Linked DNA regions of Zea mays: regions 1 and 2 are each linked to region 3. Evidence: chromatin contacts called from public Hi-C data. All regions are on one chromosome and are shown on one strand. Each heading gives the region's core, a stretch centred on a gene start, on an enhancer-like site or on the middle of the called end of the contact. The rest is flanking DNA. Distances are from core to core; before and after follow the strand shown. Region 1 holds the start of LOC100280893 (chemocyanin). Region 2 holds the start of LOC103625954 (protein CASP). Region 3 holds the start of LOC100502115 (coatomer subunit alpha-3).

The links. A called contact is a pair of places that touch in the nucleus more often than the background predicts.
Region 1: a contact with region 3 is called in a Hi-C map of leaf, with 8 times the contacts expected there. The contact joins the promoter of LOC100280893 here to the promoter of LOC100502115 in region 3. A contact is called at or near these places in 2 of 25 Hi-C or Micro-C datasets (ear and leaf).
Region 2: a contact with region 3 is called in a Hi-C map of leaf, with 5 times the contacts expected there. The contact joins the promoter of LOC103625954 here to the promoter of LOC100502115 in region 3. A contact is called at or near these places in 3 of 25 Hi-C or Micro-C datasets (ear, leaf and tassel).

Annotation. Positions count from the first base shown.
Region 1 is chr5:11,996,230-11,998,929 of Zm-B73-REFERENCE-NAM-5.0, reverse strand. LOC100280893 (chemocyanin) reads right to left here and starts at 1,393. Exons shown (of 2, transcript NM_001153813.1): 1 at 1,152-1,393; 2 at 607-1,044. The coding sequence starts at 1,350. The coding sequence ends at 845.
Region 2 is chr5:11,913,701-11,916,400 of Zm-B73-REFERENCE-NAM-5.0, reverse strand. It overlaps LOC103625954 (protein CASP), which reads left to right and starts at 1,436. Exons shown (of 18, transcript XM_008646355.3): 1 at 1,436-2,700. It overlaps LOC100278613, which reads right to left and starts at 1,288. Exons shown (of 4, transcript NM_001151835.3): 1 at 703-1,288; 2 at 43-215. The coding sequence starts at 981.
Region 3 is chr5:11,582,210-11,584,909 of Zm-B73-REFERENCE-NAM-5.0, reverse strand. LOC100502115 (coatomer subunit alpha-3) reads left to right here and starts at 1,353. Exons shown (of 3, transcript XM_008645994.3): 1 at 1,353-1,870; 2 at 2,434-2,700. The coding sequence starts at 1,663.

The DNA.
Region 1 (2,700 bases), core at 144-2,643, 410 kb before region 3:
GGCGTGTATAAAGCTATGGTCAATGTTATTTGAGCCTTTTGGCTACTTTTCATTGAAGACGTCCAATGGCTAGAATGATTTCTTGTGCTATAATTTATCACATAAGGATATACGGCTTTAGCTAATACACTAATATATATTGGGTCCATCCCGCATTTTTTTTAAATGTGGAATAAATAGGGTTTTTTAAATGTGGAATAAATAGGGTTCAACTCGGATAAAACAGGATCCCACAAGAAACATGATTCAGGGGATGGAATCTTTAGAGGATAGAGAAAAAATTAGGTATATAGGGATGACGTAGAGGGAACCGTTATGGATAGTCTGAGGTTGTGTTTACAATTCAACGTCATCCTCGCACCCAACATTGGAATCGTAATTTTTTATTTTTGTTTTGTAGAGCTTAAACAAGCACCACTTAGATCTTGTTCTAAACCTCTAAATTTAATAGTTAGACACTAAATTTAGCTGAGAATTTTAGAATGACTGAATGGGTCAGTCGTTGGACTAGCTAATTATTAATTATACTTCTCAACCTAACTTACAACTTATTAGCCATTAGCTCTCTATAGGTTTGGAATAGGGCGACGTATATATAACATCGAGTGAACACACAAACCGTATACCTTTATTGGTAGCAAGTACATCACTCGATCTGACCCTTCTTTATAGTGCCAGTCGCCAAACACCACCAAACAACTACTAACACGCCGCGCAGGTTATGAAGTACGGGACGACAGACGATATTATTGAACAACAAGGGCAGCACCGTCTAATTAGCTACGTGCTTTACTACTCCGTGAGCGCGGCGCTCTCCGCCGGCTGATTGGCCGCCCTGCAGTGCCTAGGCGGCGGTGACGGCGACCTTCATGCCGGCCTGGCAGTGGCCTGGGAAGCTGCAGATGAAGTAGTTGGCGCCGCGCCTCAGCGTGACGCGGTCGTTCCCGGTGGCGAGCGCCCTGGCGCCCTCGGGCGCGCTGCACGAGCTGTACCCCGCCGCGCTCACGGGCACCACGTTGTGCGCCCTGGCGTCGTACCTGAACACTGCATGAAGCCATGAACGCGCGCGCGCGTGCACACCATCAGAGGGTCAGATTAAGCTGGGCTACGTACGCAGCCATCCATGGAAAATGGGATGCATCACTGGTCACCGAGGACGTCGCCGGCGCGGAAACGCTTGCCGTTGGGCCAGCTGGCGGTGTTGAAGCTCCACCCGCCGCGGTCGCCGACCGTGTACACCGCCGACTCGGCGAACTCGCCGCGGAGGAGCGCGCACAGGAGGACCAGCGCCAGCGCGGCGGCGCTGCTGCCACTGCCAGTGCCACGAGCACTGCCCCTTACCTGAGCCATGGCGGCGCTCTAGCAGTGAGGCTATAGCTAAACTCTAGAAGTGAGCTGTAGAGCGCACCAAGAACCGCTTTTTATAGGCGAACCCAAGTACCCCTGCACACGACGATAACCAAACTCTCGTTTCTAGCGTATATAGTGGCCATGGCACGGTCAAATGGCCCAGGGACAAGCAAGCGCTTACGCCGTGTGAACTAACGCTACTGAATAGGAGTACATAGTTAGTTAGCTAGCCCCACAGTGACACCGATCGAGCTGCGAGCGAGGAAGCAAGCCATAGCCACCCCCACCCACTGACCAACGAGGACGAGAGAGGACGGGGGTGGGGAGCCACAAGCCTTGGAAAAACTTTCTTGTTGCGTTTATTGCAGTCCGCGTTCTTCAGCAGTTCCCGTTGGTGGGTGACTGGTGAGCGCCCTGACCCTCGCCGCGGACGGGAGGATGGACTGGCCTGGCACAGGATTTAAGGATGTGTTTGGTTACAATGACGAGATAGAATGAGATAGAACGATCTCAAATAAGTTTATTTGATTTAGGTTCAAGAGTTGAGACAGTGTTTTTCTTAATTATCCTTCAAAATTGAAAGGACGAGAGAGAACGTCAGGAGATCGACGTCTGTTCTAGCTGTCCCGCCGCACCATAAAGCAAGCAAACGCAGGTGTGCGGGAGCTAGCTAGACCTAGACCCGTGCGGTGCAAGTGGAACAAACGAGTCTTCAATTCTTCATACAGTAGTGTACTACACCACACTAGCTTGCTTGATCCATGTGCACCTGACTCTGTCCATAACTCCAGATAGGCGGGCCACCTTGACGAGCAGCAAACCTACGCGCCCTCGTCAGTGGTGGCGGACAGGATCATCAATGAATCTGGTTCGGGAGAAAGGAGGCTGGGCAACCTGAAACTGAAATGGACGGAACGGACCAAAGCGCGACATTCTTCAGATTATGCGGCCGATGATGCACCCCCGTGGTGCCACACTAGACACTAGTGCAAGGACGCTGGAAGTAAATTTAGCGACTTGGGGGTATTTTAGCGGCATCCAGATAGCAACCCGAGCCAGGAGATGGTTTGTTTATTTTGTCCATATATTGGAAGTTTTTTTTTCACTGTATGCCTCTAGTTAGATCTTATGGTATATGCTCATATCATAGAGGAGTATGCAATTAATGATGGTAAAAAGAAAAAGAAAATATCGAGAAGAGATTTGATCTGTTGCCAATTGTTTGCGCAATAATGAAAATGAGTCTACTAATGTTATGTTGGTATGCAAGTTATTGCAGTAATTACACGTTTTTTTAGAGAGACGATACATGTTTTGGCAATTCAAATCAAACGATCTGTTTGGACGAGA
Region 2 (2,700 bases), core at 187-2,686, 330 kb before region 3:
TGACGAGATGTTTGCGTTTGGCTCAATGTAAAGGAGACTTACTCGGTGGCGAGGAATTGCTCGAAGAGGGCCTTGATGAGGCCGAGTCCGAGACGGACCCTGCGCAGGTTCCGGGAGTGGCTTCCCTGCTTCTTCACGCAGTCGTTCTGGATGTCCTTGTCGAGGATGTCGCTCAGCGTGCGGTACGACTTGCCGGCACCGATGAGATCGTTCACCTGGAAGGATAGATGGGTGGTATGAGTACGCAGTATTCACGCGGAGAAGCGGCGTTACGTTCCGTTGCCGGGAGTACGCGGGAGCAATTTTGATTGGTGCAGTGGTGCTAATAACGCCGACCATTGAAATACTGAAAGAGTCTGCACGCAATCGACCGCGAGTCAAATCAACGCGACAACTTTCTTTCCTGGAGCTTCCTTGAAGGAGAAGATTGCAAAGTTCGTTTTTTTTTCGGTGACGTGTGTTCTTTTCTAGAAAGAAGGAAGATCTGATGAAAGTAATAAATAATATGGCGCCATGTTATCCAGGCATCACTCGTTGGATTTCACCTCGCCAGCCGTGTAAAATCTTGGATTCCTGACACAGAGAGATCGCAACAACGGTACGAACTACAAAGCGAAGCAAACGATCCCGGCAGGGGCGAGAGAGAGAGAAAAAAAAGAGAGGAGAGATCGCGCAGAACTTTCGGATCGATCAGGCGCTCACCTTGGTGACGTACTCCATCTCGGCGAACCTGAAGGCCATCCCGAGGCTGCTGAAGAGCACGGAGACGAGGGCACAGGTGTCGCTGAAGGGCGCGACGCGGAGCTCGCCGCCGTCGGCGTCCATCCCGCGCACCAGCTCCTCGAACGCCTCGGCCACCGCCGTCAGCGGCGTCTCCATCCCCTGGCGCGCCGCCACGACAGCCGCCACCCCTTCGCACAGCTGCTCCGACGGCGCCTGCGCCTCCGCCGACGACCACGACATCTGCCTGAACCCGAGCATCCTGTCCCGTCCTCTCCCTACCTACTCTCTCTCCCACCGGAAACGCGTGATCGTTAGCGGGCGCAACGGAACGGTGGTGGCGCGGGGAGAGGCCAAGGACGCGCGGCGAGGTGTGCGAACGCCTCGCCTCCGCGCGCGGCTTGCTAGTCTGTGTGGGGGGTTGGGGAGGGGGAAGGGAAAAGGGTGAAAAGGCTGGCTGCCTATGTATAGGAGTCGGCCGGAACCTGAATTTTGCCATGGGAAGGAAGATCCGAAGAGGATCCGCGGTTTGTCCAGTCACATACTGCACAGCAGTTACTACAACCCCATTAATTATAGATTTTTTAAGCTAATTTAGTGATCGGAGAATTGGAAAGTATTCGTGAGAAAGGAATTCTATTGTTATCCAATTTCATGGTCACTAACCAGCCCTTAAAAGGTCTATAGGGGTTAAGTGAACAAAAATTAAGATGTGTTTTTTTTGAAGAGTCCGTTTCTACACAATTCTTTATATATTATCCCTTAACTCTTATATTTATGATGTAGAAGATTTAGTTTTTCATACGGTCTCTTATACTTAAAAATTAAAACCAATGGCAATAGTTTGTATATGTCCTAACATGTACATGAGCTTAATCCTAAAATTTACTTTTGTCAAAAATATCTAAATATAAAATATATGTGCAATCTAAATAATTTAACAAGACAACAGAGGCGACGAGTTTAGAATCATTAGAACTAGTTCACATTGATTTTTTCGAGAGAAATGGAATATTGACAAAAGAAGGGACAAGATATTTCATGATATTGATATCGATGTGTACTTGTTTAAAATAAGAGATGTGTATCTTATCTATTTCAAAATCTATAAAAACAAAATTAAAAAATCAGTTTGAAAGAATGATTAAACGCCTGAGATCTGATCATGATGGAGAGTATTTGCCAAACGAATTTAACTCATTCTGCGAGGAACATGATATCATTCATGAAAAGGAACGTCCCTATTCTCCACATACCAATAGGATTGTGTAAAGTAATAACAGAATTCTAATGGAGATGGTTAGCGCTATGTTAGAAACATCGAGACTCTCCAACTAAGGTCTTATTCGGTTAATCCCGTTATCCATGTATTGGATGAGATTAGAAAAATTTAAGGAGTTTAACTTACTTGAGATTTAATTTCACCCAATCCCACTCAATCCACATGAATTGAGAGCTAATCGAACAAGCCCTAATGATAGGTGAGGCTATAATGTCTGTGTGTCATGTGCTAAATAGAGTTACCATGAAAAATAATAAAAAACACCATTTGATGAATGAGAAAAGAAAAAAAAAATGAATTTCTCTTGTCTGCGAACTTGGGCCTGTATGGCTAAGTCATTGTGCCAATCCTAAAGAGGCGCAAACCTAGACCTAAATAGAGATAATTTATCCTTTTAAAGTCCTTGTGTTTGGTAATTTAAGAACCAAAAGAGAGTAAGAGACTAACAATTTGTCTATAGAAACCAAACACTCTTTACTTTGCTAGCCACATTATCGATACATTCCTACCCTAATATTATCTCAGTTCATAAATATATGACAGCGTTATTTTTTTTCGAAAATTTTAATCATTCGTCTTATTCAAAATATTTATTTAAAATGTAAAATTTCAAGTCAAACACAAACTAACTTAAGTGATAAAACAAATCAAAAAAATAAATAAATAACAACTCATTATATTTAATAATACAAATGGTT
Region 3 (2,700 bases), core at 104-2,603:
TCACTGTCGGAGCAGGAGCTAATGGAGTGCAGCACTAATGGGAACAACGGGTGCAACGACGATATCATGGACTATGCCTTCTCGTTCATCGCCACCAGTGGTGGGCTCCGCTCTGAGGTGTAGAGTACCTCATGGAGGTGATCGTCGGGGGATGGGGATGCGAGTGAGGGATGAGGATAATCCAAAAACACTGACCATTAGATGTGATCAATTAAGAGATAAAAGGTAAATGAAATGATCTGGAGCGTTGGTTTTAATGGTGGGATTTGGTGAGGTTAATTTACAGTGTGCACCTAGTGATGTTTTAAATGGTGGATTATATAGAGGTAGAGAGTAGTACTATCATCGAAGGATTTTAATCCATCATTACGACAAAGCAAATGATTCACTGACAAGTAGGGATGGATCTAGATACTTATTCGAATGTAAAATTTTAGTCTTTTTTATTCTATTATGAACAAATAACATGCAAAAATTGTCATGTATTTTTTGTTTTTAGGATTGAGCTTATTAATATTCATAAAAACTAAACCTCACATCGGTTCCATATGTTTCTAAATAATTGATATAAAATCTGGATATGGATACAAATTTGGATTCAGATGTTTTCACCTTTTTCTTTGTAGAGAGACAATAATGCACACAAAAAATATACAACATTTTATTCTTGTCCTTTATAATATTCATAATAACATAACTAAAAATCAGTTATATCGTTGAGAGATCATTCAAAGTACTAAAAATTAAGTGGAAAATTATATTTAACATGCCTTCGTACTCTATGTACAAGCAAAAAATGGTTGTTGCTGCTACAATAATTCTCCATGATTTCATACGAGAACATAATACATGAGACTTGGACTTTGCTCGGTTTAACCGTGATCTGGATTATATTCAAACAATCCCGAAAAGATATAACAAATTCATGATAGGCTCCGATAGGTTTGCGACCATGCTTAATGCACTTGAGTAATGTTTTAGATATAAGTGCTAAACTTTAGCATATTTTCCTAATTAATGCATGTGGAGCGCGTGGCTACCGAGGAGACCAACAACATGACAAAGAAATGATATAATGTGTAGAGGGAGAGAGAAAGAAGAGAAATGGGTTTAGGGGTCACTTTTAGTTTAGTTTAGCATCTTTGGTAGAGCTAAAGTGCTAATGGGTATTAAATTTTAGCACAACACTTTTAGCCACTCTGATTGTTTCTTCAATAACTGAACTTTAGTAAAAAAATGTAGTGCTAAACTTTAACAAGAGAAAACAAACACAGTCTAAAGCTGAAATTATTGAAGTGAACCCTCCTTAACAAGCCTATAATTCGTGAACGTCCTCCTCACAAGTCACAAGTGACAACCAGGGCGCACAATCTCCAACGGCTCAGATCATAACGCCCCAGCATCAAACGGTTATGACCCCTCCCACCATTTCGAGGTTCATCAGACCCCTTGCGCCGAGATCTAAAACACGCCCTCTCCTGTCATCCATTGCATTTTCCTCCCCCTCTCTCTCGCGCGGGGGTCCCGAGTCCCGACTCGCCCCTCCAGATCCACCACCACCACCTCTTCTCCTCCAGATCCACCACCCCATCCTCTCCGCAGCTACAGCCAGGTGGAGCTCGGCTTAGCCGTCGACGTGGCTGGGCACGCCGGGACGGGAGGATGCTGACCAAGTTCGAGACGAAGAGCAACCGGGTGAAGGGGCTGAGTTTCCACCCGCGTCGGCCATGGATCCTGGCGAGTCTCCACAGCGGGGTGATCCAGATGTGGGACTACCGCATGGGCACCCTCCTCGACCGCTTCGACGAGCACGACGGGCCGGTTCGCGGCGTCCACTTCCACGCCACTCAGCCTCTCTTCGTCTCCGGAGGTAATTTGCTAGATCCTTCCTCGTGTCGCCCGTCTGGTGCGCGCTTCGCATGTTTAGCTCATTTATATCTCGCGGATAGGAGGTATTCCCGCGAGTTACGTGGCTGTTTGATGGTTCTGCGTCGTTGATTGTGTAATCGTGGGCGCTTGGACTAGACTGGTTTACAAGTTCGTTGATGTGATCTCGTTTGGTGGGAAGCCCGGTGGTTAAGGACATACTTACCGTATACAATAGTTTGGTACGATGGGTTGGTCTTACTCGGATCTGGTGCTTGCTTCATCTGTGCTTACTATGATCTGTATGGTAAATAATTCATTAGTGCTTGAATTTTCCTGTGGCTTTAGGCGGTGGATTCTACAATGATCTTTGAAACATGAGTACCTTCAGTCACAAATCACAAAGGCATTCTCATTAGCATGCACCAAAACAAAAACCACTGTTGCAGTCGTGCTGTCAATCATTGAATCCATACTAATGCAACTAATACATCCTTCGGCACATTACAATTGTTACTTTTAAGATTTATGAATCTTCTAAGATTCTGGTACTGTTTTACCATGCAGGTGATGATTATAAGATTAAGGTCTGGAATTACAAGACGCACCGCTGCCTCTTCACACTTCATGGGCATCTTGACTACATTCGCACCGTGCAATTCCATCATGAGTACCCATGGATTGTAAGTGCTAGTGACGATCAGACAATCCGGATCTGGAACTGGCAGTCACGCACCTGTGTGGCTGTGCTGACTGGGCATAACCATTATGTCATGTGTGCATCTTTCCATCCCAAAGAAGACCTAGTTGTATCGGCATCACTTGATCAGACTG